2 separate regions of the Sus scrofa genome follow, and region 1 is linked to region 2. A link is a contact called in public promoter capture Hi-C data. All regions are on one chromosome and are shown on one strand. Each heading gives the region's core, a stretch centred on a gene start, on an enhancer-like site or on the middle of the called end of the contact. The rest is flanking DNA. Distances are from core to core; before and after follow the strand shown. Region 1 has its middle 19 kb from the start of BHLHE23. Region 2 holds the start of TCFL5 (transcription factor-like 5 protein).

Region 1 (3,476 bases), core at 424-2,923, 130 kb before region 2:
TTTCTGTACCAGGAAAGTGGGGGCCTGCCCAGGATTTCTGTCCGTTTCTGCAGGAAGCTGCTGTGAATTTAAGCCAACACAGCAGCTGAAAGTAAACAGTCCCCAAAGGGAGCGGTCTGCGCTGGGGCTGGGCTGGCATCGCCCCTGAAAGCAGCTTCCAGAAGCTTCCTGTCCAGAGTGGGGCCACAGTGACCTCCAGCCCTGCCCTCACCCGCTGTCCCCTCCACTCTGCAGGGCTGGCCAGCATGTTCCCGTCTCAGAAGCAGAGTCGCCTGGCGTGTAAGCCGTGAAGCCGAAGCCCCCAACCGCAAAGCAGAATCTTCTCAAGATCGGAAGCCCCCGCGGCACACCGGACCCCCGTGTGGGTGCCCAGCGCTGCCCGGGACCAAACCACGCTTGCTGCTCTGACGCAGAGGGAGCCGGGTCCCGGCACCATCTGCCATCAAACAACCCAGAGGCGCCGTTGGCCAGCCGGGCTGGGCCCACGCTGAGGACGTGGCTGTGGGCTCCGAGGGAGGTGGTGCCAGGCCCGGGCCACCCTCACACACGAGCACCACACTCCTATACACTCATCCCACGTGTGCACACACATGGCGATGTGCACACACGCACACACGAGTACACTCACCGACATGTGCACACGGAGAGACCACAAACACACAGCACAAAACACTAACGTGCACATGTGCATCCGTACATGCGAGCATGTGCACACAGCCTCCCACACACGCGCACGCGTGGCTTTTGAATACACAGCCCTCGGGCAGGTGGCGGCTGGCCGGCAGCCCCCCTTTGGGGCGCAGACCCTTTTCCCCTCTGGCAGAGACCCCTCTTTCCAAAACTGTATCCTCTGGCCCCCAGGTCCCACAGCCGGGCTGGGGCCTCCGAGCCACGGCCCCCAGGGAAAGCAGTTAACCCATTGTCCCCCAGCCCAGGGCCTTGTGGGCTCACAGAGCTTAGCAAATTTTGCTCAACCTCCCTCCCCAGGGCGAGCGGCGGGGGGCCTCCAGAGCAGCTCCCTGTGAGAGAGGCGCCTTCCCGCCTGCGGGCATCTTTCGTTCTCCTCCAGATAAATTCCTTGCATTAGAAAGCTCACAGGAATATTCTGTCTCGCTGGGGTGAAGATGTCAGACTAACTGCAAGGGAGGAGGGAAACTTGGAAAATGAAAAGGCAGGAAGTTCGGCCAAGCGCCCCCACCTGGAGAACGTGAGACCCTTGACCCGCCAGCAGGGCCCCGGCCCGAGCTCAGACGGGTGGGCCCGACGCCGCTGCCCGTCGAGACGGAGAGAAGACGCCTTGTTCCTGCCCCTCACTGAATGAGTGAGGGAACCCGGGCGTGATGGGGGTGGGGGGACAGCGAGGGTCCCCTCCGCGCTCTGGGCGAAGCAGCACCCCAGGCGCTGGGCTGGGAGCGGCCCGTCCCATCAGCTTCCCCAAGACCAACCCCCAGTCCGCCGAGGGCCGCGGGCTGTAGAGACGGATGGTCACCCCTGCTGCTCCCCGCAGGCGCCGGCCTCTAGACTTTGGAGAAGATTCGGGACACTGAAATGCAGGGACAGCTTCCAGCCGGAAACCCACCCCGGCCCGGCCCCGCCCTCGCCCCGCCCCCCGGCCCCGCCCCGCCCTACGGACTGGCCGGCCCGCTGCTGCCCTCTGCTGGCCACGCAGGCCCACTACGCTCCCGGCGGGGGGCGGGAGAGGGAGGGGACCCCAGGCGAATTGGGACCGTGTCGGCTCCAGTCAGCGCCACGAGCCGGTTGCCATGGCAACAGCAGGGTGGGGGTGGAGGGGCTGCGGCGGAGGCCTTCTGGAAAGCCAGGAATGCGCTGGCCTCCTTCCGCGGGAGCCAAATTCCTCACGCTCTGCCTCTCCCGCGAAGCCTGCATGACCGGCCAGGCCCCGGGAGGGGGGCAGCGGACAGGGCCCAGGGCGGGATCTCGCTCTCTTGGGATGCGCTCCGTCCGCGGGACCGCTCCTTCCTCCAGGGCCCTCAACGCCTGCAGGCCACGTCTCCTCCTGAGGGTTGGAGGGCGCCTGGGGGCGGTCACCGGGGCTCCCCTGCCCGGTCACGGAAGAGTCTGTGGACTCAGCCGAAAGCAGAGCGGGGGCAGGCCTGGCACGGAGGCGGGGCCGAGAGCTTCCTGAGGCCGCTGGGCATGCACCCCTGGGGAGGGGGTAGGCAGCCGCCCAGGCTGGACGGGGTGGGGGCGGGGACCGTGGGCGGCAGGGCTGTTTGGAGCCAGGACCCTAGGCGCAGAGCAGGCAGCCCCATTAGCATGCATGCAGCTCACAGCCCCGGGAGCCACACCGCACACCCTGGGCCAGGGGGCAGGCCTTGGGCACCCCTGTCACCTATAGCAGGGGGTGGGCAGCGGGGCTGGGAGCCAGGAGGGCCCAGGAAGCCCCCGATCAGGGATGGGGGGTGCTGCCCGGTGGGAGGCTCACGGGGACCCCAGGCGCCAGCGCCCCTAGGCGGTTCCTCCCACGAGGTGGATTTATGTAAACAAACAGGGGAGTCGCTGGCTCTCAATGAAGCTGTGTGCCAGTGTAAATTAATATATCATCGTCTCCCTGAATAGAATCACTTGTCTCTGGAGGAATCACGCTGAAGACTGACAGACGGTCACTGTGTTCATTTGCATATGCAGATATGTCTAATTATTCAACTCACAATTAAAGGCTTGTGTCAGCAAATGAGACTAATTAGCTACATTTATCTATGATAATCAGCTTTTTCCAAACAAAATAGAGCCCCTTCCTTTTGCCGGGAGGTGGCACAGGAGTGCGGCCGCTGGACCCAGGGCTGACTGGCTTGGCATGGCACCCGTAGGGCCCTGGGCCTCGGACCGGACCAGCTGTGCTCAGGCCACTGGGGGGGGGGCATCCTTGTTCCCACCCGCAGGGGGGGAGGTGCAGTCGGCCCGGAAAGTGGGTCTTCCAGATCCTGCAAAACCATGGGGTCTGAGGACAGGCCTCTGGGCCATGGAGGGTCCAGGAGAAGCACAGCCAGCACGGCACATGCTCTGTCCCGGAAGGAAAGGCAGGTGCCTCCCTGGGCAGGGGGAGGGCCCCGCAGGGACGCTGGGCACAGTGTCTCTCAGCAGTGTGAGCGTCAGGCGTGAGAGTGACTGTGGCTCACAGCTGCTGAAGCCACCAGCCCGGACACTCATGGAGGTCACCCCCAGCCTCAGCTGGCCCTGGCTCCTCGAGACGGAGGGGCAAATCCCAGCCCTCCACCTGGAGCACGTCCAGTCCCAGAGCCACCCCGGGATCCTGCTGACGCCCCTCCCTCCCAACAAGGCCTCCTGAGGCCCCTCAATTTCGTGTCCCCCAAGTTATCATCCAGGCTCTGCTGCAAGGGAGCCCCGCCCATGACGCTCGAGGACCCCTCAATCTCCTGGGCCATCCTGAGCCACAAAGACCCCAGCCCCAAGGTTCTCTACCGGCCCTCACTCCAGGCAGAGGGAGCAGGCCG
Region 2 (3,492 bases), core at 443-2,942:
GCTGCCGGCCTGCACCACAGCCACAGCAAGGCGGGATCCGAGCCTCATCTGCAACGTACTTTGGCAGCTGGTGGCAATGCCAGATCCTTAACCCCCTGAGGGAGGCCAGGGAGCCCACCCGCATCCTCAGGAAGACACCGCGGGGTCCTGAACCCAATGAGCCGCAATGGGAACTCCTATTTTCCCTTATAAACACTGCATCTCGCTGTCCTCCGTGGTTCTGCTGCTCTACGTGGGGGGTCTGCTGATCGGCAGCACAGGGTCAACTGGTGGCTCCTTAAAACGGCGGGATTCTGGGCGCCCCCAGGCCTGCTGATTTAGAACCTACTTTTAAACAAGATTCCCAGGGCAGTTTTGCACACATTATGGTCTGTGATGGTGTCGTGCTTAGAATTTTCTCAAAGAGTTTATCAATATCGTTCTGTATATTTAGCAGTTGTTTAACTTGCTTTTTATTTATTTTTTTAACTTGAAGTATAGTTGATTTACAGGTGTCAGCCTCAGGTGTTTAGAACAGTGATTCAGTGCCGTGTGTATTTATGTTCTTTTCCCTTATAGGTTTTTTTGGGTTTTTTTTTTTTTTTTTTGTCTTTTTAGGGCTGCAGGTGCAGCACATGGAGGTTCCCAGGCTAGGGGTTGAACGGGAGCTGCAGCTGCTGGCCTGCACCACAGACACAGCCACGCCAGATCCTTAACCCACTGAGTGGGGCCAGGGATCCAACCTGCTTCCTCATGGATACTAATTGCTTCGTTACCGCTGAGCCACAATGGAACTCCAATTTTGCTTTTCAAATTTAGGTATTGCAATTACCTGAAACTAATTTTTATCTTAGGGGTGGGAAAAGTGCTAACTCTTTTCTAAATGATTAATCAGCTGTCCTGTAAGCCATCATTCCCTTCTGGTTGAGATGTGGGTGTGGGTGAGAGGTGGGTGCAGTAATTATTCTGAGCCTGCAGGAGTGACTCTTTTAAAGACCCACCTATTGTATGATGCCATTCATAGGGAGAGCTTGAATGGGCGTGAGATTTCTTTGGGTGAAGTGTTCTGAGACACTGTGACTTCACTTTTGGTGGGATGTGATGCGCTGTGATACACGACCACTGAATGGCGCACTTGCAATGGATGGACCCACGTGGCATGTGCTTTCCAACTCAATTCGCCGGCCAGAGTTTGAGGAGTGCATTGATCCCGCGTGGCTTGCCCTGCGCGGGGATGAGCCCGTGCGACACGTGCATTCCCTTGATTGCCTCTGCACCAGGTACAGAGCGCCCTGTCACACCTGGAGCGGGGCAGCTGTCTCACCTACTGCTCCCGCCACTCTGAGAAGGGGGCGCTGCACAGCACCCCGTGGCTCCGTGAACGCAGAGATGCACCTGCTGCCTGGGCCCTGCTCCCCGGCCGGGCCCCGGAAGGCCGGCCCCGCCACCCTGGACCCGCGGATACCCGACCGGGCGGTGCGGGGCACGGCTTGAGGCCGCGGCGCTCGGGTCTGGGCGCCCTCGCGCGGCCACTCGGGCCGCCCGCCCGCCCCCGACCTGCGCGCGCAGCCGGGGTGGGGCCGGCGCGGCGGGGGCGGGGCGGGCGGTTGGCGCGGCCGGGCCGCGGGGCGGGGCCGCGCCGGGGAGGGGCTGCCGTTGCGGGCGGGCGGCGCAGGCGCGCTGCGGCCGGCGGTTTCCGCGCCCCCGCCCCGCCCCGCCCGGCCTGGCCCCGCCGGCCCGCCCGCGCGCCCCCCCGCCGTTGGCGCCGGCATGTCGGGCCCCGGGCCGCGGGAGCCGCCGCAGGCGGGCGGGCCGGCGGGCCCCGAGGGCGCGGACGCGGCGCTGGGCGAGGCGGGGCTGAGCTTCACGACCACCGACCTGAGCCTGGTGGAGATGACGGAGATCGAGTACACGCAGCTGCAGCACATCCTCTACTCGCACATGGAGGCGGCGGCGGCCGACGGCGAGCTCGAGACGCGCCTCAACTCGGCCTTCCTGGCGGCGGCGGCGCCGGGCGCGGCGGCCGGGGGCTTCGCGGCGGCGGGGGGCGCGGCGGCGGCGGCGGCGGCGACGGGGGGCGCGGCGCCCGTGTACCCCGTGCTGTGCCCGCCCGCGCTGGCCGACGGCGGCTTCGCGGGCGCCAACCCGTGCCTGGGCCACATCGACTTCCAGGAGCTGCGCATGATGCTGCTGAGCGAGGCGGGCGCGCCCCCCGCCGCCGAGAAGACGCCGGGCGCCGACGGCCCGGGCCCGGGCGCACCCCGGCCCAAGGCGCCCGACGGCGCCGGCAAGGAGAACGCGGAGGGCGCGCCCGAGGCGCGGGCCAAGTCGGCAGTGCGCGTCCGCCTGGAGGACCGCTTCAACAGCATCCCCGCCGAGCCCCCGCCCGCCCCGCGCGGCGCCGAGCCCCCCGAGCCCGGCGTGGCGCTCAACAAGTGGGTGCATCCCGCCGGGTCTGGGTGTAGACCAGGGTCCTGTGCGGAGAAGCGGCCGCCTCGGTCAGGGTGTGGACCAGGGTCCCGTGCAGAGAAGCACCGGCTTCGGTGCGGGTGTCGACCCCCGGGTCCCATGCGGAGACCGCCAGTCTCCTGGCTTGCATCTTAACAGGGAGCCGACCTCGGCGGGTCCGAGGTCGTGTGCTGTTCGCAGGCGCTGCGAGCCCATACTAAGCTCGCAGCGCCTGCACACAGCCCCCAAAGCCTTGGCCTCGGGTGCACGCTGCGTCTGGAAGGGAGATGAGTTGAGACAAGTGTAGCGATGCTCCGAGCGCCAAAGGTTTTGCCCCGGACCACCCACCTAGATGTCCGGAGAGGCCCTTGCTTCCCGCTCCGGGGGCTCAGGTTGTGCTGACCTTGTCTTGTGCACACACATGCAGCCTGACGGAAGGACAGATCTCCAGCAGGCAGCCCTCCTTCCTCGCAGACACCCGCTGGGGTGTCTCCCCAGCTTTCCCTCTGGCCCACACCCCGGCTTTTTCCCATTTTGCCCGCCGTCATCAGATTTTGGAGGAGGGCCAGAAAGCCAGAGATGGGTGTCAGAGGCGTGATGGGAGGGGAGGTGTAACTAAAAGATGACACACAGCCCCGCCCTCCGGTGTGAGCGAGAAGGAAGTTGGAACTTGTCCCCTGCACCGCCGTTGATAGGTGTCTAGCGACTTCCACGATGACGCCGGGGCGTGCACTGTCACAGATTTCCTGCCTGGAACCTGGACTGTTAGCCGTTAGAGCGTGGTGGGGATGGCAGTGTTTCAGGGAACTTAGCCTACTTCTGGGGCTTTTGTGTCTTTTGGCAGTTTGGTGACTCTTATTCGACATCCGTCCGAATTAATGAACGTTCCTCTTCATCAGCAACAAAACAAATGCACAACACTGGTGAAAAACAAGACCGCTGCGGCCGCTACTGCTTTGCAGTTTACATGCCCTCTGTTCACTGCAAATGCGTGCTCTGCTGCTGGGACTTCGAGTCTCTCACAAACACAGGTAGGGAAAATGACTTTCAAGGCTTTGCTCTTTT

What was found. Promoter capture Hi-C pulls out the DNA fragments that hold promoters and counts their contacts.
Region 1: a contact with region 2 is called in a promoter capture Hi-C map of fetal liver, with 2.1 times the contacts expected there. The contact joins the enhancer-like site here to the promoter of TCFL5 in region 2. A contact is called at or near these places in 1 of 5 promoter capture datasets (fetal liver), 12 of 47 Hi-C or Micro-C datasets (embryonic fibroblasts, epiblast stem cells, fetal heart ventricle and 6 more) and 2 of 2 datasets of contacts at active chromatin or transcription factors (alveolar macrophages and skeletal muscle).

Annotation. Positions count from the first base shown.
Region 1 is chr17:62,245,993-62,249,468 of Sscrofa11.1, reverse strand. No RefSeq gene overlaps it. Among named protein-coding and RNA genes, the nearest start is that of BHLHE23, 19 kb to the right of the region's middle. Within about 2 kb of position 1,673, at least 44 of the 83 cell types and tissues checked have an H3K27ac peak or open chromatin away from gene starts, as enhancers often do. A contact at or near this core is called in alveolar macrophages, embryonic fibroblasts, fetal liver and 3 more, where this site is marked.
Region 2 is chr17:62,113,869-62,117,360 of Sscrofa11.1, reverse strand. TCFL5 (transcription factor-like 5 protein) reads left to right here and starts at 1,692. Exons shown (of 7, transcript XR_002340122.1): 1 at 1,692-2,414; 2 at 3,272-3,458.